7 separate regions of the Mus musculus genome follow, and regions 1, 2, 4, 5, 6 and 7 are each linked to region 3. Evidence: chromatin contacts called from public Hi-C, HiChIP or PLAC-seq and promoter capture Hi-C data. All regions are on one chromosome and are shown on one strand. Each heading gives the region's core, a stretch centred on a gene start, on an enhancer-like site or on the middle of the called end of the contact. The rest is flanking DNA. Distances are from core to core; before and after follow the strand shown. Region 1 holds the start of Tmc6 (transmembrane channel-like gene family 6). Region 2 has its middle 23 kb from the start of Socs3. Region 3 holds the start of Usp36 (ubiquitin specific peptidase 36). Region 4 has its middle 45 kb from the start of Socs3. Region 5 overlaps Pgs1 (phosphatidylglycerophosphate synthase 1). Region 6 holds the start of Birc5 (baculoviral IAP repeat-containing 5). Region 7 holds the start of Tha1 (threonine aldolase 1).

What was found. Promoter capture Hi-C pulls out the DNA fragments that hold promoters and counts their contacts. HiChIP or PLAC-seq counts read pairs in DNA pulled down with a chosen protein or histone mark. A called contact is a pair of places that touch in the nucleus more often than the background predicts.
Region 1: a contact with region 3 is called in a Hi-C map of B cells, with 11 read pairs. The contact joins the promoter of Tmc6 here to the promoter of Usp36 in region 3. A contact is called at or near these places in 2 of 484 Hi-C or Micro-C datasets (B cells and erythroblasts) and 1 of 115 datasets of contacts at active chromatin or transcription factors (large pre-B cells).
Region 2: a contact with region 3 is called in a promoter capture Hi-C map of pre-B cells, with 2.1 times the contacts expected there. The contact joins the enhancer-like site here to the promoter of Usp36 in region 3. A contact is called at or near these places in 1 of 39 promoter capture datasets (pre-B cells), 1 of 115 datasets of contacts at active chromatin or transcription factors (large pre-B cells) and 1 of 9 other capture datasets (pancreatic islet).
Region 4: a FOXA1 HiChIP or PLAC-seq map of pancreatic cancer cells shows a contact between it and region 3. The contact joins the enhancer-like site here to the promoter of Usp36 in region 3. A contact is called at or near these places in 2 of 39 promoter capture datasets (the C10 cell line and pre-B cells) and 2 of 115 datasets of contacts at active chromatin or transcription factors (embryonic stem cells and pancreatic cancer cells).
Region 5: a contact with region 3 is called in an H3K27ac HiChIP or PLAC-seq map of microglia, with 5 times the contacts expected there. The contact joins the enhancer-like site here to the promoter of Usp36 in region 3. A contact is called at or near these places in 2 of 39 promoter capture datasets (pre-B cells and stem cell-derived epiblast-like cells), 3 of 115 datasets of contacts at active chromatin or transcription factors (extraembryonic endoderm stem cells, large pre-B cells and microglia) and 2 of 9 other capture datasets (adipose tissue and liver).
Region 6: a promoter capture Hi-C map of liver shows a contact between it and region 3, with 5 times the contacts expected there. The contact joins the promoter of Birc5 here to the promoter of Usp36 in region 3. A contact is called at or near these places in 7 of 39 promoter capture datasets (the HPC-7 cell line, the SN4741 cell line, hippocampal neurons and 3 more), 5 of 484 Hi-C or Micro-C datasets (CD4 T cells, embryonic stem cells, liver and 2 more), 10 of 115 datasets of contacts at active chromatin or transcription factors (acute myeloid leukemia, embryonic forebrain, embryonic stem cells and 5 more) and 1 of 9 other capture datasets (liver).
Region 7: a contact with region 3 is called in a RAD21 HiChIP or PLAC-seq map of pro-B cells, with 5 times the contacts expected there. The contact joins the promoter of Tha1 here to the promoter of Usp36 in region 3. A contact is called at or near these places in 3 of 39 promoter capture datasets (the C10 cell line, frontonasal cranial neural crest and liver), 2 of 15 datasets of contacts at CTCF or cohesin (large pre-B cells and pro-B cells), 11 of 484 Hi-C or Micro-C datasets (B cells, CD4 T cells, CD8 T cells and 4 more), 17 of 115 datasets of contacts at active chromatin or transcription factors (the 230-238 cell line, CD8 T cells, the SCID.adh cell line and 10 more) and 4 of 9 other capture datasets (embryonic stem cells, embryonic tail, embryonic trunk and 1 more).

What each region holds. Positions count from the first base shown.
Region 1 is chr11:117,778,281-117,782,409 of GRCm38.p6, forward strand. Tmc6 (transmembrane channel-like gene family 6) reads right to left here and starts at 2,412. Exons shown (of 20, transcript NM_145439.3): 1 at 2,256-2,412; 2 at 883-1,011; 3 at 653-768; 4 at 425-520; 5 at 1-122. The coding sequence starts at 938. It overlaps Tmc8 (transmembrane channel-like gene family 8), which reads left to right and starts at 4,017. Exons shown (of 16, transcript NM_181856.2): 1 at 4,017-4,128.
Region 2 is chr11:117,944,328-117,948,302 of GRCm38.p6, forward strand. No RefSeq gene overlaps it. Among named protein-coding and RNA genes, the nearest start is that of Socs3, 23 kb to the right of the region's middle. Within about 2 kb of position 2,509, at least 71 of the 459 cell types and tissues checked have an H3K27ac peak or open chromatin away from gene starts, as enhancers often do. A contact at or near this core is called in pre-B cells, where this site is marked.
Region 3 is chr11:118,288,886-118,292,994 of GRCm38.p6, forward strand. Usp36 (ubiquitin specific peptidase 36) reads right to left here and starts at 1,359. Exons shown (of 21, transcript NM_001033528.1): 1 at 1,072-1,359.
Region 4 is chr11:117,922,967-117,926,669 of GRCm38.p6, forward strand. No RefSeq gene overlaps it. Among named protein-coding and RNA genes, the nearest start is that of Socs3, 45 kb to the right of the region's middle. Within about 2 kb of position 1,730, at least 30 of the 459 cell types and tissues checked have an H3K27ac peak or open chromatin away from gene starts, as enhancers often do. A contact at or near this core is called in pancreatic cancer cells, where this site is marked.
Region 5 is chr11:117,990,620-117,994,704 of GRCm38.p6, forward strand. The region is part of intron 1 of Pgs1 (phosphatidylglycerophosphate synthase 1); the gene reads left to right. Among named protein-coding and RNA genes, the nearest start is that of Pgs1, 5.8 kb to the left of the region's middle. Within about 2 kb of position 1,257, at least 155 of the 459 cell types and tissues checked have an H3K27ac peak or open chromatin away from gene starts, as enhancers often do. A contact at or near this core is called in adipose tissue and microglia, where this site is marked.
Region 6 is chr11:117,847,482-117,851,586 of GRCm38.p6, forward strand. It overlaps Birc5 (baculoviral IAP repeat-containing 5), which reads left to right and starts at 1,756. Exons shown (of 4, transcript NM_009689.2): 1 at 1,756-1,980; 2 at 2,273-2,382. The coding sequence starts at 1,870.
Region 7 is chr11:117,871,277-117,874,918 of GRCm38.p6, forward strand. Tha1 (threonine aldolase 1) reads right to left here and starts at 2,250. Exons shown (of 7, transcript NM_027919.4): 1 at 1,895-2,250; 2 at 328-411. The coding sequence starts at 2,123. It overlaps Gm11725 (a long non-coding RNA gene), which reads left to right. Exons shown (of 3, transcript XR_001780380.2): 1 at 1-157; 2 at 819-927.

The DNA.
Region 1 (4,129 bases), core at 1,162-3,661, 510 kb before region 3:
ATACAGGCGAAGGCTGGGCCGGGCAGAGGGCACCACATTGCCCAGCAAGGGCCGGCTGCTCCTGCGCCGAAGCCTCACTGTGCGGTTGTAGTATTGGGAGATGATGGCCCCACGGCTGCGACCTTGGAAATCCGGTGGCAGGGTATTAGAGAGGAGGAAGGGGACTAGCCTCATGCCCTTCTGAAAAGTTCTCAGCACCAGGACTGAGGGAAAACCCTTTACCAGAAACCCAAGAGCCTATCCTATCTTCCCTCCCTCCCCCAGCTGTAGCAAGTGGTCATGTTTAGAGTCCAATAATGACCCAGGACTATGCTGAGCTTCAGGCTCCAGCAACAGGAAAGCTGGGAGCCCAGAAGAACTGACTCTGGGTTCACAGACCCCAGCTGGGGTGAAGGCCAGCACAAGGACAAAGGACCCGGCTCACCAATGGTACGGCTGGGCATGCTGGCCAGGATGCGGAGAGTGGCCGAGCTAAGGGCAGGAGCACCTTCAAGTCCTGGGAGGGTCTGGTCACCTCTGCCTAGGGATGAAAAGACGCTGTGGTTCAGCTGTTCTACCTAGCCCACCCCACCCAATCCACTCTTGTAACAAACGACAGCAGATATTCCCAGGTCCTCCACCACACCTGGTCAGAGGGCAGGCCTGGGCTTACCTAGACCCAAGGGCAGTAGCTCCAGCCCCTCCTCCGCCACCCGAAGGCTTTGCTCTTGAATGAGCTGGTGGAAGGAGTCATGGACTTCACTTTCTTCATAGGGGCTGGGCTCCAGGCTACGAGGGAGGAGTGAGTGTGGGAATCCAAACTCAGGCCCGCCCACTTGCAGAATGATTTGCACCAAGGGGTAACACAAATACATTGCAGGCCACCGGCACCAGGGCACTTACCCTTCGTCTCCCGTGGTCTCCGGGACATCGAGGGCTAAAGCCAGTGACTGAGCCATGGCTGTGCTATACCCTGCAGACCTAGGGGAGCTCAGAGACTGGACGCAGCCTGTGGAACCCCATACAGCCCATCTGTTGAGACAAAACCAGCTTTCAATGCTTGGGGGCCATACTTTAGGCACAGACACACATTACAGGAATCCCCACCCTGTACCCCATCCACAGCTAAATTCACAGTTAAAACAAGTGGGCCCAAACATTCCCACCATGACCGGCTGTGGGGGAGTGACGAAAACAGGAAGGAAGGGTGAGGCCGCGGCTCCTCCATTGGTTTCCTAGATGTTGCTAGTACTGGGGGAAAAAGGAGAGGCCTGTAAACACTACCCGTTTCTGGTCTGTTCCCAGGCGAGGGCCCTAGAGCTTCATCATTTTTAGAGCAGCGGCTGAAAGGCTCCGAGGACTTCCCTGTGCCCGCCCTATGACCCCAATGTGCTTTCACCAGCAGGAAGTGCGACCAGGCAGCCGCAAAGTCCTGCCCCCAGCACCGGAGGCAGCGTCCACACACTGGACTCCTCGCGTCCTCCGGAGGCTGACTCCCTACATTCCCAACTCAGCTGAAGGCTGGAGAGAGAAGCTGAGCTGACACAAGCACCCTTTGTCCAGCTCTGTCACCGGGCACAGTTACAACCAGATCGTTGTTAGGGGCTTATTGTTCTCCTGGCCCAGGGCCCTGAGGGAAAGCGCGACGGAAAGAGCAGTCAATCACTTGACTCCTGCAAGATCGCCCTCCAGAAGGCAAGCCCCCGCCCCGCCATGTCCGCCGGTCCTCCCTGCCTTCGCCTAGGGAAGTTTTCTGGAGCTCCCCCGACGGCCAAGAGCCCCACGCAACCCGGACTGGCACCCGGCACGCCCCCGCCTGCGCTGCAGTGGAGCACTGCAGGGAGAGGCCAGGCTGGAGCCGGCGGGAGGTGGCACCGCCCGGGTGGAAAGCAGCCAGGAGAGGTGGTGCCCTTTTAGTTCCAGGGTCCTTTCCCTGGCCACAGTACTTCTCAGGCTCAAGGCCCCGGGCGGGCCCACACCTCTTCTCCTCAGTAGTCTGGGTGCTCCGGAGGCTACGGGCCGGGGCTCCGGATCTGCCTGGGTTCCTGATCTTCAGGTCCTCCTGGGACCAGCCAGGTGTGCGCTGTTCCGGGGCGCACCATCCTGCACCCTGAGCCAGATGGGGAGAGGCCGGGAGCGGCAGTTTCCAGAAACCCGCACCCAAGCTGTCAACTACCTGGCGATAGCAACCGCCCCTACACCGCAGTTGCGCCCCAGCACCAGGGTCCCAGCGCCCCTCTGGGTAGAGGAGCCCCATTCTCCCCAGATTGGCTCACCTGTGCGCGCACCCGCCGCGGGGAACCGAGGTCTCAGCCCCACCAGCAGGAGAATCAGCACACAGTAATTAAGGGTACATAGTTTTGATGGTTTCCAGACTGGCAGCTGGAGGTAGCCTCACCGCCCGCCCACGTGGCACCGGGCCCCAAAGGTCACGTGACTCGTTCCTGCCTACCGGTAGGACCCGCCCATCCAAAACAGTGCCCTGTGCAAGCCAGCCTCAGACTCCACCCCAGCACTCCACCCTCAAGTCTGAGTAAAGTAGGCGTGTCCCACCCACTATTTGGATGTATACAACCCCTAGGTGGAGTCACTAATATTCCTCTTGAGTTTCTAAAGAGGGACGGCATTTCCACGTCCCGGGGTCACTTACCAGTCCCTAGCCTTCCCACGCGGGATTGAGTAATCGCCTCCTCCCAGCCTGGTTAACTGTTCTTTATCAGAGGCTGAGCAAACGAGTTACTGCCCGCTCCGCCCTGGGCGTGGTGTCTGTTTCTAAAGCTAGGGTTAAACTGCTTCCTGCTGTGCCAAGACAGTCAAAGACCTTTCTATTTCACAGATGAGGAAATTGAACCCGAGAAAGTGTCACCAGCCTCCAGGTGTCACCAGCTGGAGCAAGGAACCTGGCCACCAAGATGCTCCATAGAACCGCTTCCCCCAAGTTACAGACAGGGTGACCGGTGACCGTGAGAAGTAGAAGGGAAAAACAAGTCCCCTCCTACACACGAAGGTTAACAGACCCCAGGAAACGTGTGGGATACCGGAAGGAGATGAAGCCTGAGGGGGGAGGGCGACGCTTCTTCGCAGCTGTCTCTCCGTGCCTGGGTGGGTTTACCAAGCGGCGCCTTGGCACCGGAAGTCTTGGTCTGCAGACCCAGCCCTCCTCAGCCCCTAGTTGACTCCTTGCTCTTACTCTGAATTTTGCACGACTTTGGCCCAATTTGAAAGCCATTTCCTGGGGCGCCTTCCTGTGTGAACTTGTTGGGAGTACAGAGCCTGTGGGCAGGGACACAGGCGGAGACTCAGAATCCAGAGCTGAGACAACAAGGTTTTAAAAGAGGTGAACAGGGAGGAAAGGCTAGGGCTCCCAGAACTGGGAACTGGCCAAGATGACTCCTAAAGGTCTAGTCAGTGGATGACGAGTGACGTGCTTGAAGAAGCTGCTTCCTCAGCTCTTAGGTTGGGCTTGGTGCCAGAGCCTGGCCAGGGCATAGCAACAGGGAGGGCAGTGCCTGCCCTTAAGGCGGTCAGTTCAAAAATAACCTGCCAGCCAGTCATAGTGACACAGGCCTTTCTTTAATCCCAGCCTTGGGCAAGTGTCTCTGTGAGTTCAAGGCCAGCCTGCTCTACATGATGAATTCCAAGACAATCAGAGTTACACAGTGAGACCCTGTCTTGAAATAGAACAAAAAGCAAAGAACAAAGCGCCAGGGATCCGGAGAGGCAGCAGCTCCAGTGCTGAGACCATCCACCCATCACTAGCCTGCTCTCTGGGGCGACTGCGGACCGCAGATAAGGGTCCCCGCACCAGGACACGCCTAAGGGCTGGCGGCCAGGAAGGGGGCTTGCAGGAGTGGGAGCACAGAAAAGCAGGTCGGCCTGGTGCCACCCGCGCCTCTCACCTGTGCCCGTGACCCTCCAGGTCGGGAAGTGCACGCAGAGGCAGAGGAAACTGTGAGGAAGGAAGGCGGGAGTGGGTGGAGGGGAGGAGACGCGGTGGGCCCCCACCCCCGGGGTTCCTGTCACGTGACCCCCACCCCACTCCCTCACCACCCTGCCTGGTGTGTCAAGAGCTGGTCTTAGGAGGGGGCTCTTCGGGGAGCTTGGTCCCTTGCCTCTTTGTGAGCTGCTTGCCTTGTGACAATAAGGACGG
Region 2 (3,975 bases), core at 1,259-3,758, 340 kb before region 3:
CTTCCTTCCTTCCCGCAGACTAACTATTGCCCTGGGCTGTTTCCTCTGCTCATGGCTGTGGATTTCAGGCCCTTCCCTACCTCTGCTCCCTTTCCTGATGCCCACCATAGGCCACTGCAGACCGAAGACCACACTATGGCTCTGTTTTGATAAATAATGCCATAGCCTCTCCTGGGACAGACCCTCTATGTGAGTGTGCAGGGCGTGCTCAGTAAGGATTGTCTCCATTCTTGCCCCTTCTGCCATCTGAAGCAACTTGGTCTTCTTATCTCAGATTGGACCTGTCTTGGGCTCCTTGTTCCAGCCCGGACTTACTCCTTATTGCTTTTATCTTCCTAGAAGCTTAATGACACCCTCCTCTCTGCAGTACCCTCCCTCTCAGCACCCTCCCCCTGCAACACCCTCCCCCTACAACACCCTCCCCCTGCAGCACCCTCCCCCTCAGCACCCTCCCCCTGCAGCATTCTCTACCCTTCAATCACTTTTAGTTCAGTCTTTCTCTCCTTCCCCCTTTCCAACTTCCCTTCCTTCCTTCCTTCACCCCTTCTTCTCTTTCTTCCCTCTCCCTTCTCTTTTTAATTTGTTCCTTCCTCCTCCCCCTCTCTTCCCTCCCCCTCCCTCCTCTCCCTGCCCCTTATCTCTTCCCATCATTCTGAAGCTTGCATTCTCCTCTCTGACCATCAGTGGTTTGTTCAGTACTTCATATATAGATTCTTTCTTCTCAAAGACATTTTCTGATAGTCTGGGTTGTGTAATCCCCCCTACTCCCCCCTTCGTTTTCTCTTCTCCCACTTTCCCTTTAAAGATCTATAGTTTTTGTTTTATCCTCCCACACACACACACACACACACACACACAACAGACTTCCATGTACTTTTTTGGGGGGTGGGGGGAATTCCCTCTAAAAGTTTTCCAACTTCCAGTCTCTCTTTCCTGAGCTGTCACCCACAGGGACTCACCGGGGATGAAAGGGGACCCCTCAGTGGGATTCCTGCCATGGTTTCAGGGAACACCACAGAATGCCAGGGTTCTCTGGAAGGTCCTGGGCACAATGCAGCTGGAGCAGAGGCCACTCAGGTATCAGCTAGGAAGGTGTGATGACTAGCCTTCTAGGAGCTGACCCAGGATGGATACAGTAGGACCTACCAAGCACCTCTAGGAAGATTGGAGACCAAGAAGAGCCAGGAAGACAAAGGCTTTGACCCTTTGGCCTAAGAGCGCTCAGATCTGGTGCTGAAAAACCGGATTTGCAGTGAAGGAGAGGCAGGAACACAGCTCATGTGGTAGAGAGCTTATCCAACATCAGAGTCCTGAGTCCCAGAGTGGGATAAATAGGGTGTGGAGGGACACAACTGTAATTCCTGCACCCCAGAGAGTAGAGGCAGGAGCTCAGTTACCCAGCCAGTTGGAGGTCAGCCTCAGCTCCAGACCCTGACTTTAATAAACAAAGAGGAAGGAAGGGAGGGAGGAAGGAAGGAAGAAAGGGAGAAAGAAAGGAAAAGAAGCCAACTATTGGAGTTCAGCCAATGATTCTAGCACGTGGTAGGCAGAGGCAGGCAGATATCTGTGAGGTCAAGACCAACTAACTGGGTTTGAGCTCCAGGCCAGTCAGGGTTACACAGAGAGACCCTGGCTTCAAAACAGAACAAAGTGAGGGAAGGTCTCACTATGTAAGGCTCACGCTCGGAATTGCATCGGGAGACAGAGCAGGAACAGGTTGGTACAAGTCAGACTTCTCTACTTCGAAAGTTCCAGGCCATTTGAGCTACACAAGGAAACGCTGTCTCAAAAAGGAAAAACAGAGTCAAAAAGAAAAAACAAAAAACAAAAAAACCAAACCAAAACAAAACCCCCTGAATGAACATAAAGATCGGAGGGATGTCTCTGGATAGTTTTCTTTTTCGTTAAGAAACATAAAACTCCCGTCTTCCTGTTTCTTCATAAGGGCTTAGTAATTTCCAGTCATCCATCATTAAACAAAGTCAAATCAAGAGAGAGAAAAAAGAATCACAGGACAAGAGCTGAAGGTGTGTGGAACAGGGCACACAGTAGGTCCACTCCCAGGAGGCTGATCTGTGCTTATGGGGAAACAAATGGACTGGATAGCAAGTTCATAGGGCAAGTACCCACACTTAACAGTAAGGGAGGTCACCCCCAGTTCCATGTGAGGGGCTCAGGGTTGGGAAATCAAGCGTGGAAATCTCTGGGAAAACCCTAATACCCCTGTCGCAACATTCTAGGAAAATGGCCTGTCTGTTGAATAAGAGTGAATCACTCTGGGGAAGGCTGTGGCGGTTGACACTGTCATATACTGCCCATCTCCACCCTTTGGTTCCCCAGTGGTGTTCTGAGATCCTCTGGGGGCCTCAGGAGGAGTTGGGGGAAAGCTATGATCCGGAATTTCAGTGAGACACATGCAAATGGCTCTTTGGAGGAAGTTATGAGGCCAGAGAGATGTGGGCAGCCAGTGTTTATGACCCGAAAAACAGAAGTGAGACCGGGTAAGATTTCCCAGCCCCTCCCCCGTGGGCCTCTCATTCCTTCCCTCTTGGAAATCAGACCAGACTCTACTCACTGTAGCGTCTTTGAAAATGCCCATCTTGAAATGAAACCAGCCTGTGGAGATGGTAGCCCAGTGGGGGCCAATGAGAACCAAGCTCTGGCCTCAGAGATAGGGACCCATCAGCTTCTCAGGTTGTGTCCCTGGACTGTTAGCTGCCCCCCACCCAGATAGGGCTGACACACGTGCAAGCTTTTAAGAGAGCTGGGACACGTTGCGCCTGCGCAGCCCCACCCCTGCAGGACCTTGCCCATCCCTGGTAACTTCCGCTGTAATTAATGGCCCATTGATTCCCCCTATCGTGGATAAGGAGGACTCTGACTAGTCTTCGAGGAAGCTAATTCCTTATTGATGAATGAGTCAAAGCTCAAGGTGCACGTTGGTTATTCAGAAGGAGGGTGATGCACCCTGTGGGTTCGCAGCCACCTGTGTAGGCTCACCCAGAGATAAAGGGCCCTCCCTGGGGAGAAAGTGGTTTCTACTCCCTCAAAATACACTTTCCAATCTCTCTCTCTCTCCCCGCCCTCTCTCTCTCTCTCTTTCTTTTTCTTCTTCTTCTTCTTCTTCTTCTTCTTCTTCTTCTTCTTCTTCTTCTTCTTCTTCTTCTTCTTCTTCTTTTTCTTCTTCTTCTTCTTCTTCTTCTTCTTCTTCTTCTTCTTCTTCTTCTTCTTCTTCTTCTTCTTCTTCTTCTTCTTCTTCTTCTTCCTTCTTCCTTCCTCCTCCTCCTCCTCCTCCTTCTTCCTCCTCCTCCTCCTCCTCCTTCTTCTTCTTCCTCTCTCTCTCTCTCTCTCTCTCTCTCTCTCTCTCTTCCTCTCTCTCTTCCCCCACCCCCTTCTCCTCCCAGGAGATCTCCATTCCAGGTCTTCACCCTCTTTACCCAGACTTTTTTTTTTTAACCTATATACGACAACATTAAATGTTTTATTTTGAGATAGGTTTTACGTAACCCAAGCTGGCCTCAAATTCTCCACATAGTCTAGGCTACTCTGATCCTCGCCCTGCTGCTTCCGCCCCCTCCACCATATGGGGCACAGAGTTGAGAGTACCATACTTACCATAGGGTAAACCCAGGGTGTCCTGCATACTAGGTAAGCACTCTACCAACTGAGCCACTGCCCTTGTAGCTCATCTAGAACTTCTGTTTGTTTCCCTGCTCAGGAAAACCATGTTAGTTTAGCACATGTTCATTTTCTGATTCCCAGCATCCACATAGCACTCATGACTGTGGGTAACTCCAGTCTAGAGGCCCTGATGGCACCCTCTCCTGGGCTCAGTGGGCACTGCATATGTGTGGGAGCACACACACACACACACACACACACACACACACACACATACACACAGAAGACAAAACAAGGGGGGCTGGTGAGATGGCTCAGTGGGTAAGAGCACCCGACTGCTCTTCCGAAGGTCCA
Region 3 (4,109 bases), core at 109-2,608:
CAACATGGTTCAGGGATGAGCAAATGGGAACACTAACCCAAAGGCATTTGCCACAAGGGCCTTAGGACCAAGGCAGGCTACTCAGCCAAGATCATTTTTGAAGCTATAGCAGGAAAAAAGTGTCTATCATTCTACCTGGAAGATACGGCTATGTGATGTAGGAGCGAGAAAAATGTTCGTGTAGTTCCCAGCAAACCCTCTAACATGCACACGCAGCACGTGTGACTCTCAGGCCAACCGGGATGCTTCCTCGACCCAGGTCTCTCAAGGACTAGGATACTCTGCACGCCCAATTTACATATCTAATTCGGAACTCAAGCCTGGCTCCTCCCTTCTGACAGATGTCATTTAAACAAAGCATTTCCTTCAGCTCTTTAAGCTGTTTTCCAAGAAATACTCAAGTCAGATTCTCAGGGTCACTTACATGCTGGCGAAGACAGAGCTGGGGCCTCCAAGGCATCCCACCGCAGAGCATTCCAAGTCAGGGAACAGTTGAACTACATGCTCTTTGGCATCCTCAGGCATCCAAGGTGCCTCCCTGTCTTAGGATGCTATTCCACCATCTCCATCACCAAGGGTCACGCCACAGACGCAGGCAGGCTCGCGCGCGCACACACAATCACACACCATAAGCAATGGGCATTTTGGTTAGAATGCTATCCTGCTATTACATTTCGGTGTGGATCCGTGTTAAGGATCTGACCCTGCCCTAGTCTATAAAATGGACTACAGCTATACCTCCACCCTAAGATTTCCAGCTCCGGGAACCTTCAAAGGAAAACCCGCTCTGAGAGAACAACCGCGATCCCAGCGACCTCACGTTCCAGAAGCTCCCTGGGATGAAGACTGATGCAATTCCCTGGCTACGCTAGGGTTTACAGGCACCCCTCACATCACCTGTCCCTTCCTCGGAGTCCCTGGCATCCCTTGTTCCTCCAAGTCCCTCGCACCCCAACCTTCTCCAGTGTTGCCCTACGCCCCTCTCACGCCCTGTCCTTCCCGGCGATCCCTGTCCCTTGCGTCCGATGTTCTTTCTGCGTTCCCCGGTGCCCTCGCCGGCCACGCACGCACCTGTCAGCCTTCGCTGGAGTCCCCAAAACCCGCGGGTAGAACGCGCACCCTCCTCGTCCCAAGCCCCGCGGAAGCTCCTGCGCTCCGCCGCGCCCGACCTCGACCTCCTAGGCCTCTCGGGAACCCGCGGAAGGCCCGCGCAGCACCAGCGTCCGATCCGGGCCGGGCCAGCATGCGCACCATCCGGGCCTCCAGAGCCTCACACACGTGTCACCACGACGTTTAAAGGAGCCGCACTGCAATGTGCTCCCTGAGTCCGCGTGAAGGGCACGTTCGCCTTAAGAGGCGGAGCTAACGGCGACTTGTCTCCCTGGACCCTCCCTTCTCTGCTATTCGCGACGCACACGTCACCCCTCCGCCCCGCAGGCCTGCCAGTCTACGCGATGACGCAAGCGCGTAGAGCTAAAAGCTCCGGAAGCGTCCCGGAGTCCAGAGACCCTGCTGCGGCTTGGCGTGGTTCCCGCGGTGTACGCGAGTGGCGTCACTTCCGCTTGCGTGCCTGACATTGCCAGTGCGCAGGCCCAGTGTGCTGCGGCGAGGAGCTCAGGGCTCACGTTCAGTGCAAGCCACCGAGGCTTTGAAGATTCACCGTTCGTTAGTTCTTACCTGCAGGCGTCCTTTTGAAAAAAAACAAAAAAACAAAAAAAACCCTAGCAAGCCGGGCATGGAATGAGGCCCTGGGTTCCATCCATCACTGCATGAAACAGGCGCTGTGGCACAAGAAAGCAGTTTCTGCAACTCTGAGGAGTGGAGGGGGTGGGGGATGATCAGAACTTAAACGTCATCTCTGGGATCCTTGAGATGCTGGCTATAGCCACTCCACCGCTTAACTTAAGTGGCCAAGGCTGGAGGATCATTGGAGAATGTCTTCTGGACCACGTAGCAGAACCTTGTCTTTAAAAAAGGGGGTGGGAGTGGGGGCTGATGGGGTAGTAATGGCAAAGACCAAATCCTGTTAGCCTATACCAATGTCCCTTTTAGAGCTAGAAAGATGGCTCAGAGGTTAAGATGGCTTGTCGTTCTTTCCAAGGACTTCCCAGCACCCATACAGTGGTGGTTCAAAATCTCATGTAACTCTACATGTGGCAGACACATATGACCTAAATTAGAAAAAAAAAGTTCTCTTAGTTTTAAAAAGATTTTGAATTACATACGTATAGGGGAAGAATATCTGAGTGTAGGTGCCTGTGGAGGCCACTGGTGTCTCATCCTCTCTTAGAACTGGAATTACAGGCAGCTCTAAGTTGTGAGCTCCCAGTGTGAGGGCTGGGAACCAAACTCTGGTACTCTGTAAGAGAAGTAGGGGCTATTAACTATTGAGTTCCAGTCCCAGAATCCTCCCTCTTTATTTAGACCGACTTCTTTGTTCTCTGACCACTCTTTGTGTCTGGCTGGAGCTGGCTCTATAAACCCACTGTTCTAGGCTGGCTACAATGAATTACTGCTTTTGCTGTCCCGAGCCTGATACAGTTCCTGGGAAATTCACTGTTTTAGCACGCTTCCTGTGTGGGAGCTGGCACCTGGCATAAGACCTAGGTTTTTAATCCAGATGTTGTTCTAATTAGCCTGTTACTTTGCAAATTTCTCTTACTTGGAGGCTTGATCTGTGGGGACAAAAAAATAAAATAAAATTCAGAGTCAGTAGCTCAGTTGGCAGGTAATAAATTTAGTCCCCAGGCTGGGCGATAGTGGCACACACCTTTAATCCCACTCAGGAGGCAGAGGCAGGCAGATCTCTAAATTCAAGGCCAGCCTGGTCTACAGAGTGAGTTCCAGAGAGCCAAGGATACACAGAGAAGCCCTGTCTCAAAATAAATAAATAAATAAATAAATAAATAAATGCAATCCCCAGATGCCCCCCAACCCCCTAGTGCAGTGGTGTTATAGAAATGTAATCCCTTCTCAGTGAGAAATCACTCTGCACACTTCGAGATCTGTAAAGAACATACTTTTACATGCAACTGGATGTGGCCAATGCCCAGGGAAGAGCCAGCCTCAAACAGAAGAAGGTCTTATTAACTCATAGACAAGGTAGGCTTGTGCATTGTGCATACTTGACACTTGTAAATCTCTTTTAGGTCCAGATCCCAGATTACATATTGAATAATTTAAATAGAGATGGAAAACTTAACTCTGACCATTTGGGCAGATGGCAGATTCATTCAGCAAAGATATTGTAAGGATTCTTTCTTTCTTTTCTTCTTTCTTTCCTTCCTCCCTCCCTCCCTTCCTTCCTTTTGTTTTAGTTTTCTTGAGACTGGGTTTTCATATGTAGCCTTGGCTGTCCTGGTACTCATTCTGTAGCCCAGGCTGGCCCGGAACTCAGAGATCCACCTGCCTTAGCCTCCCCAGTGCGAGGATTAACGGTGTGCACCACTAGTACTTGGCTAGGATTATTTATTAAGTACATCACTGTTGTCTTTCAAATAGTTGTTACCAGCTTCATCTTGCCCACCTGGCAGAATTGTGCTTTTCCTAATAACCCAGGGAACTTAATGCTAGACCATGTCTTAGTGGCAGCTGTGACCCTGCACTGCCCCCTTGAGCTTCCTGATAAAAGCATGTTCTTTGGGGGTGGGTCTGATGACAGATCAATCCAGGTAAACGTTTACATCCTGGCTTAGTTGGTTTTGCTTATTTCTTAGTAAGCCAGGTTACACACTACTTATCTTTGGAATGTTTTGGAGGCAGCACAGGCTAGATTCTACACAATGCATCCGGAGCGAATCTATCAGTAAATCCTCTATAACATCAATTTGGTTACTTGCAGTTTCTTCTGCATGTGTAGTATACACTTGTAAAGAGGCAGGCAAGACCTCCAGTCACCAACTCTCATCTCGTCGTCCTTGAAGAATGGTGTGCGCAGACAGCCAAGGATACAAATGGGAGCCACTTCACTGTCAATCAGGATTAAAATAAATTAAAACAGATGGCCCACCTGCCACCACCAACAGTAATCGAGTATTGGGGGGAGGGGCAAGGACAGTTGCTTAAGGATCCCTCCTTGCCTGGGACTGGAGAGATGGCTCTTGCAGAAG
Region 4 (3,703 bases), core at 480-2,979, 370 kb before region 3:
CTTCCAAGCCCATCCTTCTCAGGTCTGGCCTGACCTGTTTATAGGATGTTCTGTTCCATCTGTTGGCTTTTGTCTCCTCTGGCAAGCAGAGACCCATCTTGAAACTCCTTCAGTTAGAGTGGAATGGGGGCAGGGCACACTTTGGCCATGGGTATCTCCATGAGGAACCACACCTCCACCTCAGTGGGCAGTGAAAGGAGAGGAGAAGGCCTCATGTCCAAGTCAGCCATGGAGTTGGAGTCAGGTAAGCTCAGCAGAGCTTCCCAGGGCCCTTCAGGCTTCCAAGAGAATTGGTCTCGGGGAAGGCGGGCTGGGCCCCTCGGGACAGGAGCCAGTGGGCTTCCAGGAAGGGAAGGCGAAGATACATACCCCTTCCCGGCATGTCCCTGGGAGGACAAGGATCCAGTTCCCTGTCCTACCCACTGGGGACAAGGGCGGTGTCCTGAGGGCCTGCAGCAGCTGTGCGCGTAGTTCAGCCAGGCGCTTCTGGGGGCTGGAGCCTGGGGCCAGTATCTATTGGCCAAGGCTAGGACCGGTGGGCGAGGTCAGGCAAGGCGGGCAAGTTACTGGAAACCAGACAGCTCTGTCTGTGTCTCTGCCAAGCTGCCCACTGCATTCTTTGGTCTCCTGTTTCCATGCAGTCTCTGGGACAGGTCCCAGCCTGGCCTGCCCAGAGCCTCGGTGCCCATGTTTGGGTCACTGAAGCTGGGTAGGCAGGGCTGAAGAGGAAAGCTAGGAAGAGATCAAAGCTCATAGGGGTCGGGAGGAACCCTGTGTTGTGTTGTGTTGTGTTGTACTGTGCTGTGTCGTGCCATCGGTGTAAGCATGTATGTGCGTTCATGTGTATACACACGAGTAGGTGTCTCTACCGGGGCCAGGTCTAGCATGTTGGTGGCCTGTGTCGAAGAACATAGAGGTCTCAGTCACCCTGCCTTCTCTGCGGCCAGCCTGGGCCTGCGATGTCCTCTGTGGGACTGTGACAGGGACAGTTGGTATCTGGTTCTCTGCCTAGACTCCAAGGGGCAAGTGCCTCAAGGACCTGTCACAGACTAAATTCAAGTTCCTGGTGTTGGCATCTAGTGTCCTAGCATCTATCCCCATGGAAATTACACTGTGCAGGTCAGGGTCTGTGGGGACATCAGGAGAAAAGACCAGGGTCTCAGCAACCTGCTCTCTGTGTCCCGGCGGGCACACCACAAGCACTACAGCTGATGCCTGGCTGATCCATTTCAATTTTTTAAAAAAGATATATTTATTTATTTTAGGCATATAAGTACCCTGTTGCTTCAGACACACCAGAAGAGGGCATCAGATCCCATCACAGATGGTTGTGAGCCACCATGTGGTTGCTGGGATTTGAACTCAGGACCTCTGGAAGAGCAGCCAGTCAGTGCTCTTAACCTCTGAGCCATCTCTCCAGCCCCCATTTCAATTTGTTTATTTGTTTGTTTTGAGACAGGGTTTCTCTGTGTAGCCCCGGCTGTCCTGGAACTCACTTTGTAGACCAGGCTGGCCTCAAACTCAGAAATCTGCTTGCCTCTGCCTCCCAAGTGCTGGGATTAAAGGCGTGCACCACCACTGCCCGGCCATTTTAATTTTTTTACTGTGCTAAAATAAATAGGTCGCACGGCTGGGAAGTGTTTGCTTAGCAGGCATGAAGCCCTGGGCTCCATCCCCCGTGCTGCATGAGCTCGGTGACTCAGAAAGCACTTATAATCTGCACCAGAGAGATGGATGCAGGAGAGTCTGAAATTCCAGTCCAACCTCAGCTACACAGCCAGTTCCCAGTCCTCACCCCCAGAGGAATCCAAGGAAGAGGAGCTGAGACCTGCCCAATTCCCCTGCAGCCTGTGGTGTGGACCAAGCCACCTCAGAAGCAGGTCCTGAGGTCCTAGTCAGGTCTTCTGATGAACTCAGCCTACTGGATATCAGCTGCCCACAGAAACCTCACCAGGGAGTAAGTAGTGATATCCACTTGAAGCTGCCAAGCATGGGATACCTTGAAGTCAGTATGCCACGGGGAAGTTGTATCTTGACCTGGTGAGGCCCCCTGAGCCTCTGGCATCCTTGGGTGGCTGCTGTAGATCTCCCAACAGGGGGAGTCGCTTCCACAACCACCTTGTCAAGGGCCCATCTCCACCCATTTCCTCAAGGCCTTGTGTTCTGTCACCCTGCAGACACAGCTTGGGAACTCACGCCATCAACGGGCTGTGGCAGAGATCTCCAATCAGCCAATCTGGAGTCCTGTTTGGTATGGCATATTCAGAGAGGGGCCTGCACTATACCCCCATGGCAGTGTCCCGTGACTAGGCAACTGGCTTGGTGCTTGGTCCACGCTCACACAGGTTCCTCAGATATGTCCACAGGAGTGGAAGGTGGTTCTCCCTACACAGCCCCGAACCATGTCTGTTCTATGAAATGCTCTGGGCTTCTCTCCATCAGCCCAACTAAGGCTGGCTGTCTATGGACTTAAGATTGTCCCTTGATGACACACACTGAATTAGTGAATCTACATGTCTGATGGAGCCACCCCACTCTAACCCAACTCCCACATACACTCCCTCTGCCACAACAACCAAGCTCACCCAATCAAGCTCCCCTGGGCCAGCCTCTAATTAGCACCTTAATTCATTAGGCTATTAAGTATTGCAGCCGTGCTGTGTGCAGGTACCACTGCTGTTGCCTGTCTATACCTCTGAGACCCAGCCTGGGTGAGTTGCCTAAGACCAGCTCCTAGCTTTCTCTCTCAGCACTGTGAAAGCCAATTAAAACTGGATTAAGCAATTAAAGGGGTTGTTCTAGCAGGTCACATGACAAAAACACAGGATTATCCCTGAGCCTCAGGCACAGTGGGTCCAGGTTTGCCAAGGATGTACTGGAAAACTAAGTCTCTCCACTCCCCTGACCCCTAGCCTCTACCATGCCTCTTCCCTCTGGCAGATTTTCCACAGTGGTGACAAGATGGCCCCAGCCAACTCTAGGAATGGCCCCAGGATGGAGCTGCTTAGGTTTTGGTCCCAGACCTAGACTAACAAAAGGTGCCTGTTCTGCTGGCCTCGTTCTGGTCATGTGCCCATTGCTAAGCTGTGTGGAGAAAGCAGTGGAAGAGAAGCTGGAGTGCTTAGCTTAGCAGGCCAGGCCAGAGGGGGAGCTGGATCCAGTACGGCGGTACCAAGAGGGGCCGTCTTAGAGGAAAACTCAGTCTCTTGGCCAGTTTCTTGATCCTGGACTTCAGGTGAGATAATATGTTTGCAGTTTACAAACTACAGTCTCCATGCCAGGCCAGTGAGGCGGCTCAGCAGGTAAAGGCACTTGCCTGATGTCCCACACAAGCCTGTTGTCCCCACAACCTACATGGAGAGACCTGACTCCCTCTAGCTGATCTCTGACTTCCACTTGAGTGTATGAATGTACATGCTCCCACCCTAAATGTAAATAATAATCATAATAATAATTATAAACTTCCAAGTCTCAGATATTTTGTTATAGCTACGCAAAGAGACAAGGCTCTAAGCATCCTAACAGTCAAAGTTGTTGCTGGCCAGCAACAGAGACAACAAGACAAAGGCAGCGTCTGCTTTCCCTCAGCTTGATGCAACAATGCCCAAAGCATGCACACACACACACACACACACACACACACACACACACACACACACACACGCTCAATCACTCTCGCCATAAAACCTGGTGCTAAGCCAGA
Region 5 (4,085 bases), core at 7-2,506, 300 kb before region 3:
TGGAGGCAAACGCTAGGTCCTTGTGTGATTTCGTTTGTGAATGGCGCAGGCCTGAGATTGGTGGTGGAGGTGCTCCTGTGATGTCAGGGCAATGGGAGGGAAGAGTTAGTCCTGCACTGGGGATGCTGCTGAGGTAGGGCGTCGGGTGACTGAACCGGAGTAAAAGCCACAGGTTTGGGGAATGATGATGAGGTCATTTGTGGCCTGTGAGCTGCAGCCAGGTGGAGGTGCCCAGTGCTCAGAAGCCCACGCCTAGTGATGCACAAAATGGGCTCCTTACTGGAGCAGGTGAGACTTAGTGGGAAGTGTATAAAGAGGGGGTTCTGTCCTCATCTTGAATTTGTTTGCCATACAAGAAAGTATCCTCTTGTGGCCTGTAGACTTTCCTTTAAAGCAATATTTATTTATTAACTATGTATAACAAAATCTTATTTTGTGGGGGAGGGGCGGCGAGACAGAGACACTGGTCCAATTCCTGGCTTGTGAGAGGGAACCAAGTAACCATAGAGGGAAGGGTCTTTGAACGGTGTGACTTTGGAGGGTTAGTGGACATCCTGAGAAACTTCTACTGAGGAATTTTCCCACTGCAGGGTTACTCTCCTTTGACCATTTCTAATGTGGGGGCTCGGCCTTCCCAACTCATTAGAGCTCTGTCCTTTGGCTTATTTTAGTTTTTGACACATCGTCTTATGTAGCCCAGGCTAGCTTCAAACGCGAACAGCTGATCCACTTGCCTTCAAGTGCTTCTTATTTCAAGTACTATTCACTGTGCTCTGCTTCCCTGAGTTTGTCAACGTTTTCTGGTTGTCCTGGGTTTGAACACAGGACGCTTACATATGCTGAACAAGCACTTTGCCACTGAGCTAGTCCTCAGTCCTCAGTCGCCTCCTGATTTATTATTTAGGGCAGTGAGAGCAGGTGGCAGAGAGAATCTGGAACCAAGGAATAGTTTCTCAGAATTCTCAGCTGATTGACTTTTAGTTGTAGCTTGGTAAGTTGCTGTTGAGTTTCCCTGAGTGTGACTTAGCTGGTGTGAGTGGGGCCCAGCTGGGCACATGCTGCTAAGCAGATGGAGAGCTGCCTGGGATTAAACCACTCAGTTCCTTCCATATCTAATCCTCTCTGTAAATACTGACTTAAGTCAGTAAAGGAGACAGCCTGACGGGAGCCCTCGGGGGCAGGTATGGTCCATGTCATGCTTAGTTCCTGCTGTGCCTCAGTAGCCGGCAGCTCTTCAGTCCCCAGTGTCACTGACTTCCCTTTAGCTTGTGGTCAGTGTATAGCTGGAGCGGTGCTTGCTGGGGAGTCCAGTGGCCACAGTGTTGAGTAACCGAGAGCATCACTTCCCTTCCTGGGCTCAGACGGCAGAAGTCAGGAAGGGCCTCTGCTGCCAGGGCTGCAGGAAGTACAGACTTCTCAGGAAGCTATGACTGTTGATCTTCTCATCAGTTACCTTTACGTGTAAATATGTAAATGTGGGGGAGTGGAGGGTGGACTCTTCTGAAAAAGTAGTTTCTGAAAATGGGATGACCAAATACCACAGTTTCTTTTAAAGACTTGGAGGGAAGGGCAGGGGGTGTTTTTGGACAGATTTGACTGGGATCCCATCAGTCTTTGCCAGGAACTCTGTGTGTTTCCCAGAGGGAATGAACCCTGAGGCCGATGTGCAGGACACAGCATTCCTGGCCATTGAGGGTTCTCTGGTAGGGCAGGCAGTCTTTCAGCTTCACAGCACTGTCCAAAGCTGAGCAGGTTGACCTACAGTTTGTATCCCCAGAGCCAAACAACTGTCATCTTGGTCTTTCAGCTGTGTGGACTTGAAAAGAGATCTAAGCTGGGCTTGTCTCTTCACATCTATCCTTCATAGATGGTCTGGGAGGGTCACAAGACCCACACCTGAGCAAGTATTCTCTCTTTAACACCTGCTGTATGCAAGACTGCTGCTTACAGCACATGGCCCTAGAGCAGGGGTAAGGTATATAGGCTGGCGAAGACTGCAGAGAGGGGGCTTTGGGGACATCATTTTCCCTGCTTCTGGTGTGTCCTTCTTGTGGGGAGCACATATGCTGACCCATCCCCTGTGCTCTGTCAGGAAGCCACTCATGTAATTCATGAGTACATGAGTAAATTCATGTACTCATCCAGAGTGAGCCTTGGTGTGTTGTTGCCTACCCTGGGAAGGAGTTTTAGTCCTACTGTCTCCCGAGGGTGGTGGCAGCACTGGGACTGTGGCTTCAGAGGTGAATTGCAGACAACACTGTGCTTCTGGGGTTGTCTCTCCGCTAAGAATAGGGGAGCTAGGCTGGGTCTCACCATGGCTCACCCATAGGCAAGGCAAGCCAGTGTCTTTCCACAGGTACTTGGAGCCTCAAAATGCTTGGTGAGATGAATGGTCCTGCTGCGCCACCCAAGGTGCTTTCTGTGGGGTGGCAGTTTGGCTATTCTGAACCCAGTTGATGCTGGGGAGGAGTGTTGAGGGGGAAACTGTTTTACCTGGGACTCATGTACACCAGGCTGACTTCGCCATCCATTCAGGGGCCCAGAGAAGCATGTACATGCTGTGTGCTGGGGTGGTTGAGTCTGTAGGTCGTTGGGATGATGGGAAGAAGCCTATTTCTCTGCCTGACCCACTTCCACCTTTCACACTCGTGCTCCCTCCATAGGACCCTGCCTATTGGCTTTCCAGTCATTCCTGAGTTCAGGGAATTTGTCTGCAACATCTCCAGGAAGCCTTAATTCTGTTGGCTGAACCTTGACCCAGAGTCAGGTATCCTGTGGGTGTGGCCTGCGCACTTGTGAGAGGATGCTGTCCTGGTCCGCAGGCTGCAGGCTGAGGATGCCTTTGTGCTGTTGGCCCCACATGCTTCTAGGCCTCGGAATGTGTGCTTCCAGGCCTTGGGTGTCGGGTGGGGGGACCGCTGGCCTGCAGGCCCTGTTCTCTGTACTCTCTGGACATTCCGAGGGAAAGGAGAGAGAGGCCTTTGGCAGGTCCTTCAGACCTGCTTGTCTGTTCGCACCACTTCCTTCTCCTGTAATCAGAACTGGGTGCTAGATGCTATCTAGAAAGAGATGACTTAGGGGAACTAGCTGTAAATGTGGAAATTGCATGAGCTTGTCTTGGTTCCCTAAGTGAGCCCGACAGCCTCTGCCTCGAAGCTCTCAGGCTTAGTTTTCAATGGGACATGTGGTATTTTTTTCTTTCAGGAAAAAAAATCCTTTTCTTAGAGAGAGTGTGTGTGTGTGTGTGTGTGTATCTGTTCTATGTGTGAGTGCCACCAACTTGCTATAGTCAGTTTTCTCCTTCTGTCATGTGAGTTCCAGGGCATTGAACTCAGGTTGTCTGCTTGGCAGCAAGAGCCTTTACCTAGGGCATGTGGTTTCTTAGTAAAACTCCTGGCTCAGGGGAATCACTTGTGCCGGTGGCTGACTCCTGGAACCTGGATTCCTGTCCAGTGGGCTAGGCTGGTGTGGGACAAGCTTTTTTCTGGGAGAGCCAGTCTGCAGGAGTTGCATTAACGAGAAGCCAGGAGTCGGATTCATGATCCTAGCCTTTAGCAGACCAGGCTTGCGTGGTCTTGCTCTAGGACTTGAGCTCTTCCAGTCCCCATGGGTCTGTCTCCTGCCCGTGCTGTCATTGTGGGGTCCTGTACGTGCACTGTCTTTGCTGGTGTGCTCCCCTTTGAATGTGTGAAAGCCACATGAAGTCTGGGCTGCCTCCACAGTGAATTGGCAAACTCTGATCGGCTCACGGCTCCTTCTTGCTCGTAAAAATAAACCTGTCAGTACACAGTTTAAACAGGAAGCCAGTACAGAGAAGCCTAAAGAACTCTTGGACTGAGGCCCTGTGGAACATTCCCGGGGAGAGCTCCCTGGTAGGGGAGAGACCTGCTCAAAGTTGTCACCCCTGCAGCCACTGCCTGCCATGGTGGCTGTTTAGGCCTGCCCTGATACCTTGTGGGATGTGAGTATGGGTGCACACAAGTCACTAGACTGGTTTCTAGAAGTTTCCATTGCTCAGGTTTCACCTTGTCCAGAGCCCTTTCTCTTCTGAGTGCAGTTTGAATTTTCTGGTTTTTAAGATTCTT
Region 6 (4,105 bases), core at 506-3,005, 440 kb before region 3:
TATGAATTCAAGGCTAGCCTGGGCCACACTAGACCCTGACTAGGGTTTTTTCCTTTTGTTTTTGACTCCAGTTGGGCACGGTAACGACGACCTATTATTGTAGCACTAGGGAGTGTTGCTTGGTTTTTGCGCTACCACACTTCTGCTTCCCTTCCAACCTCCCAATGCTAGGAAAGAAAGGAGGTTAGAGGGGAAGGGGCGTAGACCTCTTTAGGCTACTTCCTGTTGATTTGGGATACTGGGCTCCTTGGGGCCTGTCCAGTCTTCTTCATCATTAGAATATCCAACTTCTTGTCTCTGCTTATGAATATTTGACAAACTGCAACAACAGTAACCAGGAGCAGCAGGTGGAGCAGCAGCAGGGTCGGGGAGCAGGAGCAGCAGCAAGCAGTGGGAGCACGGGGAACAGCAGGGGGAGGAGCAGCCTCTTCAGAGCACCCCTGTCTCTCTCAGGGCTCAAGGCATTTATACCCTCTAAAGACTTCCCAGAATTCCAAACAATAAACGCTCTCCTGAAGTTGGCAAAAATCACACCCTTGCGCAAGGCAAACCCTAATTATTTGCTGGGAAGCCACCTCTTACTCCACACCTGGGATTAAAACAAAAACACATTCATAAAACATAACTGGGCTTTTAGAGAAACTCAAATTCTCACTACAGGGAAGAGTCCTATCTGAACCGGGCCATGAGAGAGGAGAGGAAGAGATGAGAGAGGGAAGAGGACCAAGAGAGAAGTGGAAAGTTTCAGACCAAGGGAGCAAGCTGTAGAAATGGCTGGTCTATACAGGGAAGAGAAGCTCAAACGCTGGACTGGTGAGGTTTAGGATAGGGGCAGGGTGAGAAGAGCTGGGGGGAGCCACAGGAATTGATACTTGATCCATGTTTCTTCGGGACGTGACAAAACCCCTCTTGTTCCAGCTGCCTATGTGGTATGATCTGTTCTTCCTCACAATCTGTGAGGTGGCCTGGAGCTCATTGGAGGCCCACTGGCAGGAAGCCTACTGAGATTTATTGAAAAGGAAACCGAATTATCAGGGCACTCGTTTGCAACGCCAACCTGGGCTGTGTTCGGGGCATGCCCAGCCTGCTGTCTGCAGTGTGAAGCTCTTTAGAAGCCACTGCAACCACAGGCCGCCCGACAGGAACAGAGACACTGAAAACGGGCCCGCAGCAAGGCAGGCTCAGCAGCCAACAGTCACACCCAGGAAGCAGTATTTTTCTTCTGCTCCTGGACTCTCTTGCGGTGTATGGCTGCTTCCCTTTGGTCTGAGCCAGGCCGATGGTCTCAGAAATAGACACCCATTGACTTTCTTTTCCAGCGCTGGGACATACAGACCCCGCCTCCATCCCAGGGTGTCTATAGGAAGGATGGCGGCTGCTGCAGGGAGGAGGGTCTCCTGTCTTCCTAAGGGCGCCCCTCCACCAGCCTGTGGGTGGGTCCGAGGCACTTCCATTCCGATATCTAGCTGGCCAAATCCTGCAAACCTTGAGGCAGGAAGAACCTGCAGAGCACATGGGACTTGCAGCGGACATGCTTTAAAGAGGTGCCCCAGGCCCGTCCACCGCCCTCGGCCACCCTCCGTGTCCTCTGGGGAGCAGCTGCGGAAGATTCGAGTCAGAATAGCAAGAAGGAACCGCAGCAGAAGGTACAACTCCCAGCATGCCCTGCGCCCGCCACGCCCACAAGGCCAGGCGCAGATGGGCGTGGGGCGGGACTTTCCCGGCTCGCCTCGCGCCGTCCACTCCCAGAAGGCAGCGGGCGAGGGCGTGGGGCCGGGGCTCTCCCGGCATGCTCTGCGGCGCGCCTCCGCCCGCGCGATTTGAATCCTGCGTTTGAGTCGTCTTGGCGGAGGTTGTGGTGACGCCATCATGGGAGCTCCGGCGCTGCCCCAGATCTGGCAGCTGTACCTCAAGAACTACCGCATCGCCACCTTCAAGAACTGGCCCTTCCTGGAGGACTGCGCCTGCACCCCAGAGCGAGTGAGTCCCAGCTTCCAGCGACTCCACCCTGGGCCCGACGGTGCCTTAGTTGTGTGACCCGGGATCAGAACCCGCTATCCCCACCCTCGCTTCGTACTGTTAGCCAGGCTGCTTTGCTCTGCTCTGTCCTCCACGAGGCCACCCCCCCCCCCCGCTCTCCCCACCCTCTGCCTGAACCACTGTTAGCCTCCGGGCCTCTTCCCACTGTCCTCAGTTCTCGGCCCGGAACGATCTCTGGGAATCATGGGATAAGGTCAGACTGTTGATCCCGCTCACGAGCTGTCATTTTCAGATGGCGGAGGCTGGCTTCATCCACTGCCCTACCGAGAACGAGCCTGATTTGGCCCAGTGTTTTTTCTGCTTTAAGGAATTGGAAGGCTGGGAACCCGATGACAACCCGATGTAAGTCCCACAGGCTACTCTCGGTGGGTTTCCTGGTGTTCCCCTTCCATTGAGAGCCTTTTGGGTTGAACTGGAGTTGGGACAAACCATTTGTATTTAGTAGAAGAGCATGCTTCTTGCTCAAGTGTTCCAGTTATACAGCTCAGACTAGTCTTGAATTCTCAATTTCTGCCTTGGTTTCCTGAGTGTTGCCAACATGCATGGTTTTGCCTGAGGTTTTTTTGTTGTGTTTTGTTTTTGTTTTAAAACAGGGTTTGTCTGTGCAGCCTTGGCTGTCCTGGAACTCACTCTGTAGACCAGGCTGGCCTCGAACTCAGAAATCCGCCTGCCTCTGCCTCCCAAGTGCTGGGATTAAAGGCGTGCAGCACCACTGCCCAACCAAATTTTTAAATATGTTATTATTACTTAATTTATATTTCTATTTGTGTATGTTTGGATGTGGGTGTCATGGTGGATGTTGGTGTCAAGACAGCTTGGGGGGATAACTTCTCTCTTATTGTGTTGGTCCCTGGAATTGAGCTCAGGTGAGCAGGTTTGGCAGCAAGCATCCTCACCTGGGCCATTTCAGTGGCCCCTGTTTGGTTTCAGACCCCAGGAGTAGGAACTGAGGTGCTTATTCTACATATCAAAGCAGACCTGGACTCCAGGCTCTCCCAGCATCCCTCACTCCCTCCCTGGCATACTTTGCCCCCAACTCTGAACTTCCAGCCCAGGAACTGGGCAGCCCTTCCCCCCAGAGGCTCCACCCTATATAATCCAGGCATTTTGGACTTCTCTTCTTCTCTCTCTACATGTGTTCTTTCTCTCACCTTCCCATGGTGACTCCCCTGGCCTCAGTCCTTGAGCCCAGTGAATTCACCTGGGAGCAGCTTTCCAATAAACCTGCATTTCATAACATCTAATCTGGCTTGAATTGGTTCATTTAACCAGCAGAGAAATAATTTATAATCCTGGACTATGATTCATTAAAAACAGGTCTATTGAAATATAATCCATCTACTGCAAAAATCAGTAGCTTAGTGACTTTTTAAGGTCTTTTTAAAAATCTAAAAAAAAAAAAAAAATTAAAAAAAAAAAAAAGGCTGAGAGCTGGCTCAGAGGTTAAGACCACTTGTTGCTTTTACAGAAGACCCAGGTTTGGTTCCCAGCACCCACCTGGTGGCTCACAATCAATTACAACTCCAGTCCCGGAGGATCTGAGGCCCCCTTCTTGCTTCTGAGGACACTCAGCACACATGGGACACATCTACACAGAGCACTCATACATGCAAAGCAAAATTTAAAAAGAAAAAAAAAAGACTTAATGTTGTCTGTCTTTAGAGCTTACAAGCTGTGTTCTAACTGCAGTCCTGCATTGAATGCTGTGACGTACCATATGCAGGACAAGTCCTCTCACGGGCGTGTGTGAGTTAGCGGAGTTCCCTGAGTAGACGTGTGCTAAAGCTTTATGAACATTCCTGTAAAGTGGAATGATTTCTAGCAGGTCTTTGGAGGAATTCAAACAATCTTGTGTGTGTGTGTGTGTATGCATATGTACATGTATGTATAATATACATGCGAAGGTTGAGGGACAATTTATAGACATTGGATCTGTCTGTCTCTTCTGTCTTTCTACTATGAGAGTCCTAGGATGGGACTCAAGCTGACAAGCTTAGTGAATTTTATTTTAAAAAAATGTTTATGTTGGGTATGTCTTAGGATTTCTTTTGTTTGTTTTTATTTA
Region 7 (3,642 bases), core at 1,000-3,499, 420 kb before region 3:
AGGCTGTGAAGGCTGGACACTAATAACCTGCACCAGACCCCCATGGCCAGCAAGGAAGAGTGCCAGGATGCTGCCTCCAGGAACAGGCATCCCAGGGTACCAGGAGCAGCCAGAGGACAGAAGCACACTGGGAAACAACCCAGGCCAGGGCTGCAAGGTAAGCATCCAGGAAGAAGAGCTAGGGAGTAGCAGAGACTCAGACCTCACTCCTCCCACTGCCAAATGCAGAGTGCTCCACCAGTTGCACCCAAAAGAAATCCAGGTGTGTGCCCACCAGTGCCACAGACCCTTTGAGCTGGGGCTCAGAGGGGCGGGTAAGACACTCACCAGAGATGAGGTTGGCCATAGTGTTGGTGGGCACAAACAGCGTCCTCTCTACCCCAAGCAACTCTGCAGCCTTTTCCTGCAGTTCTGAGAAGGGAGGGGGGCAGGGGAAGGGCAAGAATCAGCAATTCCTCGGGCCACTGTACCGTGGCACACAGTTCGTGTGTACTTGTTACAGGGTTTGATAGAATAGACCTGTGATTCCAGTACTCTGCTGAAGCAGGAGGATAACTGAGTTGGAGGGCCGCCTGAGCTATACAGCAAGACCTTATCTTAAGCACTTCTCTCCGAAAAGGTACATTTGCTCGGATGAGAAATGATGGTCCTGTGGGTGGGGCTTGGAGTCTGTGATCTTGGTAACCACGTGCCACAGCCAGAGGCCCCTCTGTCAGTCCTCCTGAGCCACAGTCCCCGCCCCAGGCCACCGAAACTCCCTTGTGGTTTGAAGCCCCTTTCCCACCCAGACCTCACACCTGTTTTTCTCCCTTTCCCAGAAGCCCCGGCAGGTGAGGCCTTGTGGTTTCCCTGTGGACTTCCTCTGCACATCACCACGGAAGAAGAGCCTCTGGGGAGCGGGCAGGGCACAAAGAGTGCAGCTGGCGGGTGAGTGGATGGCCTGGGTAAAGGCCATGGTGGCTCTCCTGTCTGTGACACAATGCTCAGTGCTAAAGTGATCTAGATTCTGTCCCCAGAGGACACATACCCGTGTCTCCCTGAGCCCTGTGTGCGGTCGGGGATGAGTTCTGCTCGCTCCTCCTCCCAGCCCCTGGTTCACCCTCCTCAGACTCCTGTCGAGGCCAGGACCTCCCAGCCTTGATGTGGTGACCTGTTTACACCAGGTGCCTGCTGAGAGCAGTGTAGCTCAGCATCTTTGAAGTTCCTGGTAATATCTTGTTGTCAAGAGATTCTAGATCAGCCCCAATCACCCCTGGGTCCACAAAGGTCAAGTGTGATCTCTGGTGTATCTCTGGATCTCTAGTGCACACACAGCAGCACTAGAGGTCCACCTTAGCAGTGACTATTGACCCCGGGTGGGCTTTGGTTTGCTGTCTCCTTAACGCGCTGCACTCCCTAGATATGAAATTCTGCACCCCCCCCCCCCCCCTGTGAAGGAGCAGCGAGCACTTTCTTTGCTGGATTGATTTTGTCTTTGTGAAGTCAGCCAATGAATGAAGGAGAGTAGTTAGCCCTCCTTGTAGTAAGACCTGTCTCAAACCCTGGTTCTTCCCTGTTCCTGATGTGGGTCCTTGAACTCCTCTCTGCCCATCTCGGGGTCTTGCTTTGCCAAGTCTGGACAACACCCATCTGGGCAATTGGGTGACAGTGGGCAGAAATCACCAGGTGGTCCTGTTAAAATGCAGATTCTGGCTCCCCAAGTCCATTGTGGAGCTCAAGAGTCTGCATTACCAGGGATCTCTCCGAGAAGGAACAAGAACGCAGAGTGCACCACTGAGCGTCCTCAAATGTCAGCGAGGCACCCCTCTGCGTCCGTGCTGTCCTGTCAGAACCACGGACAGCGTCCCGGGGTCACCGCAACGACCCCTGCCCCGGGCCTGTTCGCCGGGCTCACCGTGGACCGTAGGGTCTTCGCCGTAATCATCGTCTCCTACAACCGCTTCGGCCATAGCGCGCCTCATGGCCGGCCCTGGCCGGGTCACCGTGTCGCTGCGTAGGTCCACCACGTGGGCTGGGACCCCCGCCCAATTCCTAGACCACTGAGCCCAGGGCACCCTGAGCCCCGGGACCGTGGCCCGGAACAGGCTGCGTAGCATGGCGGCCCGGAACAGGCTGCATAGCATGGCTGTGGCACTCGTCTTTCTCGGCCGCAGGAGCGGAGGACAGTCTCTTCCGTGCCAGCGGGGAACCCGTGTAACTGGACTCTTCTGACCCCGCGCGGACCTGAACTGGGCAAGCCCGGGGCACTATGGGAATTGTAGTCCTCTCTGGAGTTTTATACATTATTCGAGCCCCGCAGCATGCTGAGAGTTGTAGTTTTTGTGTTCCGTTGTTCCAAAGGCTAGGAGATTTTGGAATGACAGTTCCTTACTTTGCTGAGTGGGAAACAAAGCTGAGGTCCGGGGATTTTAGCGTGTACATGGTACTGCTCGTGGCACTGCAGATTTAACTTAATTAAGCGTCTCAGCCACTCTGGGAAACACCTGGGTGTTTGGGAATGGAACTCAGGTTCTCTTCATAATCAGTTCCATGCCTCTGAGCCACCTCTCCAGTCCCTCACGGTCCTCATTTTACACCCGAGGAAACAGGCTGCAGACACTGATGTGAAGTCCAGGAATCAAGTATGGTACCGTGTTGCCCATAAACAGTAGCTTTCAACCACTGGAGTCTTTTTAATTTTTCTCCTTAAAAATTAGTTCTGGCCGGGCAGTGGTGGCGCACGCCTTTAATCACAGCACTTGGGAGGCAGAGGCAGGCGGATTTCTGAGTTCGAGGCCAGCCTGGTTTACAAAGTGAGTTCCAGGACAGCCAGGGCTACACAGAGAAACCTTGTCTCAAAACAAACAAACAAACAACAAAATTAGTTCTGAACTCACTGGGTAACCTAGTTGACCTTGAACATCTGACCGTCCTGCTTGGGAATTCAAGTGTGTGCCACCATGCCCAGTTTACGCTGTGCTGGGAACTAGATTTAGGGCTTTGTAAGTGCTAGGCAAGCATGCTACCAAATGGGATACATTCCCCCTCCCTCCTCTCCCCTCCTCCTCCTCCTTCCCCCTCCCCTTCCCCTCTCCTCTCCCCAAATTCTTCTTTTAAATGAATTTAAAGCTGGGAGGTGGTGGCACACACCTTTAATTCCAGCACTGGGGAGGCAGAGGTAGGCGGATCTCTGAATTCGAGGCCAGCCTGGTCCACAGAGTTCCAGGACAATCAAGGCTACACAGAGACCCTGTATGGGGGGGGGGGGAGATTTAAAACTTTAAAAATCATATGTGTGGGGTGGGGAGTAGATACACATGAGTGTAGTTACCTACTGGGGCCAGAAGAGGGCGCTGGACAACCTGGAGCTAGAGTTACAGAGTCTCCAAGAGACTGTATGGGTTTGTGTCTGCCATCTCTCTAGGACATATGGGAAACGGAGTTTTGGAGGTATCTAGAAATCTTTCTTTTTCCTATACCATTGGCTTGGAGAGACAAGGTGCTTCCATGGAAGTCATGCCCAAGAGCCCTGTGACAGAGCACCTAGCTAGTAAGCATGTGATCCTTAGATTGATTCCTCAGTACTGCAAAAGGCAGGCATGGTGGCTCATGCCTGTAATCTCAGTCCTTTGGGGCGGGGTGGGGTTGGGGGAGGCGGGAGGA